2 separate regions of the Sus scrofa genome follow, and region 2 is linked to region 1. A link is a contact called in public HiChIP or PLAC-seq data. All regions are on one chromosome and are shown on one strand. Each heading gives the region's core, a stretch centred on a gene start, on an enhancer-like site or on the middle of the called end of the contact. The rest is flanking DNA. Distances are from core to core; before and after follow the strand shown. Region 1 holds the start of UBLCP1 (ubiquitin-like domain-containing CTD phosphatase 1). Region 2 overlaps RNF145 (RING finger protein 145).

What was found. HiChIP or PLAC-seq counts read pairs in DNA pulled down with a chosen protein or histone mark.
Region 2: a contact with region 1 is called in an H3K27ac HiChIP or PLAC-seq map of alveolar macrophages. The contact joins the enhancer-like site here to the promoter of UBLCP1 in region 1. A contact is called at or near these places in 3 of 5 promoter capture datasets (fetal liver, fetal skeletal muscle and liver), 24 of 47 Hi-C or Micro-C datasets (adipocytes, alveolar macrophages, blood and 15 more) and 2 of 2 datasets of contacts at active chromatin or transcription factors (alveolar macrophages and skeletal muscle).

The regions. Positions count from the first base shown.
Region 1 is chr16:64,203,900-64,207,405 of Sscrofa11.1, forward strand. It overlaps UBLCP1 (ubiquitin-like domain-containing CTD phosphatase 1), which reads right to left and starts at 1,785. Exons shown (of 11, transcript XM_003134100.4): 1 at 1,469-1,785.
Region 2 is chr16:64,310,359-64,313,864 of Sscrofa11.1, forward strand. RNF145 (RING finger protein 145) reads left to right here. Exons shown (of 11, transcript XM_021077056.1): 11 at 2,148-3,506. The coding sequence ends at 2,531. Among named protein-coding and RNA genes, the nearest start is that of EBF1, 46 kb to the right of the region's middle. Within about 2 kb of position 1,608, at least 6 of the 83 cell types and tissues checked have an H3K27ac peak or open chromatin away from gene starts, as enhancers often do. A contact at or near this core is called in alveolar macrophages, where this site is marked.

The DNA of each region.
Region 1 (3,506 bases), core at 535-3,034:
TAAAAAAGAAAATGCAGATGGCTTGGGCTCTATATGCTTAGTAAAGCAGTATACAAATGTTGTGCATCACCTATGCCCCAAGCAAGAATTCCCAATTGGCAACTGTCCTAAAGAACCAAGCACAACAAAACAAACACCGGAAAAACTTTTAATACATAAAGTCCTTAAAACTGTTTTTCAAAGTTTCTGAACTTCATTCCTTCAATATTCAGATCATTCACAACAATGAAGCAACACACTGCAAACGCACGAGTCATTTTATGTTTTCACATTTAGCCTTCTTTCTTACACAATTCTAATGCTTTGTATCACCTTGGACCCTCTTAGATTTATTAACTGAAAAATGACTTGGGGGTGGGGGTGGCAATCAAATGCAAAGGAGTAAGCAAGAAGCACTCCTTTACGGTGTACCTCTCAACAGTTAAGAATGGCTGTTTGGGTAAATTCTCCTAACAAACATACAGTGGTAACTTTCTCTAGTCAAGGCAGGAATTTTTACTTGACAAGAATACTGTTAGGGCATGAGGTAACAGCCGTGACAGCACTATGTAGACTGTAAAAAGCAATATGAATGGCGGTGATGATAGAAAAGTAACATGCTCAACAAATTAATTGAATCATCTCATTTAATCTTCACAATCTAAACTGACAACTAGTGTCTTCGTTACGCAGATCAGAAAACCGAAAAAGGAGAAAAACAACTTGCCAGAGACCATACAACTAAAAAGTAGCAAAGGTTGTTAACTTGAAAATAACAGCAGCAAAAGTTAACACCTTAGGAATTGAGATAAGGGAGTTAACTTTTCAACTTGCCTACTTAAAAGGTAACTATTAAAGTACTGTCAACTCCCAACTCGAGACAGCACAGCAGCAGCAACTGCGAGGGAGTGGAGAGGCAAGAGCTTCGGGAAGTAACTGGTGGGACAGCATAAAAAGGAGGTAGAGGAGTTCCCGCTGTGACACAACAGGATTAGCGCCTTGGTAGCGCTGGGGCGCAGGTTCTATTCCCGGTCCGACCCAGTGGGTTGGGGATCCCGAGTTGCGGTAGCTGAGGCTTAGGTCATGTCGGTGGCTCGGATATGTCGCCGGGCGGCCCAAAAAAGGGAGCGGGGGAGTAGAGATGCCCCCAGCCGAAGAGGGCCAGGATGCGTTCCACAGGTAGGAGAAGAGATGGGCAAACCCCAGAAGAGAAACGAGGGAGAAATGAGGTTTGGGGACGCAAAACCCACTGAGTCCTCCACACAGTCGAGGAGGCCGGATGCGAGGGCGGCAGCCCTAGTGCTGAGCCGGCGGAGGTTGGAGGCCTGGGCCGCGAACCAGGGCAGACGCGGACGGGGCACCCACAAGCAGCTCCAGCCTGCACGCCGGGCGGAAGCAGAGGAGACGTCAAGGGGACAGCAAAGCTGCGGTCCCCTAGCCCAACGGTGTCTCCGCGGCCAGCGCGCCGCTACACTCCTCTTCCCCTCACCTGGAACAGCGGACGCAGGATCCCCGGCAACAGCGGACGCAGGATCCGACCGCAGCGGAACCCCAGACGACCGGAAGTGAGAGGCGAGGACCGGAACCGGTTAACGAACCGGAAGTTAGGCTTTTAAACGGAAGCGCGCGGGGGACGGGAGTGCTGTTTCCCTTGTTTCTCTTTGGGTAGTGATGCTGCATAGCCCCTGCTTCATAGAGACGTCGTCGCCGAGACTAGGGGACCAGGCCTTTACGAGAGTGTGGCCGCTGTGCAGATGCCTGCGATCCCACGGCGGTGGCGGCCCTCACCTGTTCTGCGCATGCGTCCCACTCGCGGGCTCTGAGGCGGGCGGAGGTTGGAGGGCTGGGCTATGACGTCTCTGGTATTGTTTCGCCGAAGTCGGAGCTGGGACGGAGTCGCTTCGCCGGCTTCCCCGGTTATTCTTGAGATCTTCGCGGGACTCAAGCCTAGGACTCCTGTGGCTTTGTTATGTTCCGAATGAGGTCTGAAAGGTGACGTTTGAGGACTGTAAACTTGAGAACTCTTCCTGGCCCCCGGGGCCACCAACACCAGTAATTCTACCCATTTTTCCCAATGTAAAGGGAAACAGATTCCTCAAGAAAGGGAAGGGGCAAGCCCAAGTCTTGGAAGACAAGAAAGCAAATCTGATTTTGAGAGCTGCCGTCGAGGTTACTGTAGTACTGTATCCACCCGCCCCTTCAATCTTCCCTCAGAATGTTAATTACAAACCTTGACAAAAGAATTCCAGACTTCAGTGGATTTTTGGAGCAGCCCTTAGCTGGTATTTATAGCGAACTCTCAATGTGCATCACTTTATGTTAGGAAAAAAAAATTGCCCACCAGATTGTTGTGGCGCCAAACAAAACTTGGGTTTGAGGAAGGTAAAAATAATATTGGCACCAAGTATGCACCAGTCCTTAAATTACTTGTATATTTCTTTCTTGGCAGCGATTGTAACTGATCCATGATTCCCTTTGGCTGCCGTGGAAAGTAAGCAAAGAGCCAGGTTTTATGTCTTAGCAGTTTTTTAGTTAAGACATGTAAACTACTTTGCGTTTTCCTTTACTTTTGTGGTAATTTTTACTTCACTAGTATGAGTGTGCTCATTTTTAAAAATGAAACATTTTCAGCAAAAAGCATTACCTCTTTCCTCCAAAAAATAGGGAAGGGAAAACCCCACGTTAAAAGAGTTTGTACAAAAGTCATACATTAGCAATCCAGCCAAAGAGATGGTCAAAAGGCGAGGAACTGGACTCCAGAATGAATTATAATCTTTCAATCCAATCTTTTTTTATTTGTTCCAATGCCAAGCAGCTTCTTGACCACTTCATATTTTTGCAGTGGTGGTTAAAGAAGCTTGTTTCCTCTCCCCACCCCCAGGGGACGGGCCCAAGCCTGCCGCTTGTAGAAGTTCCTAGGCGGCAAATCCAACCTTGCCACAACAGAAACCCGTGCTGCTGCCGTGACAACTGAGAAGCTTGTTTTTCTTAATATTACAGTGAGCTAAAACATTTTTAAGGCTTTACTAATTCTAAGCAACAGGATCCATAAGGAGGTTCTTTTTAATCATGGAATAGCTTTGTACAAATGGTCTGATAAGTCTGGTATTACTAAAGTAAATAATTTAATAATTACAAATCATCTAACCAAGTGTTGAACAGTAGTATTTCTCAGAAAATAATGGTAGTGGAGTATTGTAGTCAAATGGTCCATTTAACAGATGATTTTAAGTTATGCCCATATCTCAATTCCTCCAAGTCCATTTATCTTTAGCTAAACATTCATTATATCAAAGATAATGTTGAGAAAACACTTCAAGTCGATTGAAAGCTATCATTTGAAGAAAAGAACTGGACTCTTGGTAACTAGCAATGAATATAAAGTGGACTTTAGGAGTTCCCATTGTGGCTCACTGGAAACAAATCTGACTAGGATCCACGAGGATGAGGGCGAAGCTTCAATCCCTGGCCTCGCTCGGTGAGTTAAGGATCTGGCATTGGCGTGAGTTGTGGTGTAAGTTGCAGAC
Region 2 (3,506 bases), core at 358-2,857, 110 kb after region 1:
ATAAAATATTTCCATTTTATTTCTAAAGTAAGTTTTTAATTTAGTCCCTCAAGTTCTAATTTATTGTTATTTTCAACATTATTGCTCACCCATAAATAAAGGAAAAACAGGTCAGGTGTATTTTATATTCACTCCTGAACAAACATATGCACACACAAATACATGTACTCTCAAGCATATACTGTCAATCAGGAGTCAGCAACTTCTGAAAAGTGGTGTGCCAAGATTCTGACTCTTCCCTCTGGTCTTTCCAGGGTGGGGAAAAGGTGTCCATTCACTTAATGTAGCCGAGGAGCACGTGTGCATACCTGTGGGTTGAGGGCTATCTAAGAGGGGTGCAGCTTCTGTGTGGAAGTGGGTGGGTGGAGTGGGAGAGATGGCAGAGGCGACCAGTTGGTGTACATTGCAGTTGGTCTGCCTGGCATCTTTGGCGTATGCACCCTGGATAGCTGATGATTGTCTTCTGTCATGAAAGAATTGAAAAATAGTAATTGTATCAGCTTGGAAATATAACAGTAATAAAAAGTAGACCTAGAGTTTAGTCATCAGTCACTTGTGCAGGAGGGTGACCTTGAGTGTAGCAGCTTTTACAGCTAAACTGTACAGTTGAAAGTACAGGCAGAAATTTTGGGCGACTGTGCAAACGCTTCCTTTGAAATCACTCTCGAAGAATGTGGGCTAGTGGAATAAAACTATGGGTAGTATCAGTGAATATACGGGGGAGGTACTGCCCCAAGGCTGCTTTCCAGTGTAGATGGTGAGAGTGAGAGTGTGTGTGTGTGTGTGTGTGTGTGTGTGTGTGTGTGTGTGTGTGAAGGCTGTCTAGAATAAGAGTTTTTCCTAGGAGTAAGATTCAACTGCCACATTTTGATCATTGTTAGAATCATACTTTTAGGTACTAGCAAAGTAATGGTTTCTAGGTGGGGAGATTGAGAAGCGATGTAGTTATTACCCTCCCAGGTTAAGGGGCATTGTCTTCCTTCTGGCTCCTTTGTGCTCAGTAGTCTTGTTGTATGCAGACAAAGCACAACAAAGATAGATTTGGGGCACATCAACTTCAGCAGCTAATGTATAAATATACCATCTCTGGGGTTTGAGAGGCCTCTTTTTGTATTTCCTGTTGTCACATCACTTTTTTTGAGGTGTCTGAACTACCTGCTGATACCACACAGAAAATTAAAGTCAAGTTGCTTAACTTCCCAGCTGGCTGCTTTTCCTTGGATGGCTTTCTGCTTAAAAGTTGACTCCCAGGTGTTACCAGTTCTTGGCAAGGAATTTCTGCTATAGCCACAACTCCTTGTTCTAGGACTTTAAACAAAATTAATGGTTGATCTACCAAATGTATGTTCTTACACTTTAAACTTCATGTCCTCAGTCCTCCCTCCCCAAATATATTTTATGCAAGTGCTATTAATGCAAAGTATACCACTTCTTATTTCAGTGGTTATTAAACTTGAGTGTGTGATAAAGTCACATGGGTGGCTTGCCGTACCTATGGACTTGTGAATGCCATCTTCAGAAAGCCAGATCAGTAGGTCTGGGGTGGCCCCAGAACATGCATGGTTAGCAAGCACTCCGGGTGGTTCTGATGCAAGTTGAGAAACACTGGTTTATGCCATATCGTGAAAACTGGGATGTACATTCTCCCTAACGAAATTGCCACTTCCTTGCCAATACCCTGGTGTATGTGGCTGATTTGTCTCCTTGCCGATGATCTCATCATGGAATAATCTGTTGAGCTGTGTTGAAGCAAAACTGTGGAAAAAGTCCTGTCTTCATCACATTTTCTGAGATTGTAATTACACTTGCACTGTGCTGATGGAGACCTGGTAATCATACTGCCACAGTTGTGTAAGCCTTGTGTTTCACACTGAGGCAGAACCCAGTTAAGAAGCTCCTTCCTTCCTCATTTTTGGTTTTTATTTCTTTTAAAAAATTGCTTAGCCAGTGGTTCTTGCATTATTTGTGTAAAGGTGTCTCTGATGGCAAGAAGATTATTACTGAAGTATAAAATAGGTCTTATTCTAAGATTTGTGTTACATATTTTCTCTGGAGCATTTATGGCAAAGAAGTGTTGGAAGTAGAATTTGAATGTAGCAGAGGTTTTATAATAGACGTTTATGAGGTGTCTTTTTCCCCCCTTGTAGGACATGAAATCTGCAGTGATCACACCTTGCAGTCATTTCTTCCATGCAGGCTGTCTCAAAAAATGGCTGTATGTCCAGGAGACCTGCCCTCTGTGCCACTGCCACCTCAAAAACTCCTCGCAGCTGCCAGGCTTAGGGTCTGAGCCAGTTCCACAGCCTCCTGCTGGAGCAGAGCAAAATGTGCCTGAGGAAGGTACTGAACCCCCAAGCCAAGAGCGTTCTGAGGACACAAGGGTGCAAGAAGACTCTAAGGACAATGAAGAGTGCGTTGCCAGAAGATTAGACGGCCAGGAAGGGGCTTGTGATCCCAGGGAAAATCCTCTTAGTGCAAAAGATGAAGCGCATCCTGTTGAGGGCAGTCTGGAAGAAAAGGAGCAGGAGTGATGCTTTGCTTCTCTGGAGACATTAGCTCACAATGGCATTCGTGCTCAGATTTGAGGAATGAATGTATGAGGTGATAGATAGGAGATTTGACATTCCAAGGATCTAATCCAAGAAGTTCTCTCAGTGGAGACCTCCTGCTTTCATCCCTTTGACATTGTGGAAGAAATTTTGCTACGTGTGCTAATCAAAGTGTTTATACATCCTATGCTGATGTTTGGTAGAGGTTTGCCAAGGAAATTCAACCTTAGCAACTTCAGAAACTGCCCCTGATTTGTGCGGGATAAACAAAATCAGATTTGAGTGTCTAAAAGGGGCTAAAGAAAGAAGGATGAGGAGCTTGAGCCAGAGCATGGAGGAAGCAGGCAGAAGTGAAACTGACCTCTCACTTTCTATGGGACAGGAACGCTTTTTTACAAAGTATGAGTAGTGACCAGCCCTTTTCTCCACCCCCTTTCCCTCAGTTAATTGGAACTCAGCCAGGTGGTTATTTGTACAGCACTGAAATGAAATCAAAGATGTAAAAGCATTGATCATATTCAAAGATTGAAGCACGCTCATACTTCGTATGTGCTTTGGGGGAGGGGGTGGGTGGGCACTTGGGCCTTGCGGGTGCATTCATGTAATCTGACTCTTGAGCTTTATGATGGAGTCTTCAATATTTTGATGTATATGAAACTTTTGTTAATACATTGTATACTGTGTTGGCCGTGTGAAGTAAACTAAAACTCTGATGAACACTTTGGAATCTTCCTTAGTGTAGGAGACCAAAGTGGGAAGGGCTTTAGGGCACTGAGGAAGGCCCTAAGTGTACTTTTCAATCCTGTGTAATGTTTAATTCTTGCAACTGAATCAAAACAGTGTTAAATTATGGCAATATTTGCACTTTGGGAATGAGTACATAACTGTATGATCACACTTTGCAAATGCCACTTTTAAAGCTGTTAATAGACTTTGCACCTTTTCTTTGACAAGGAT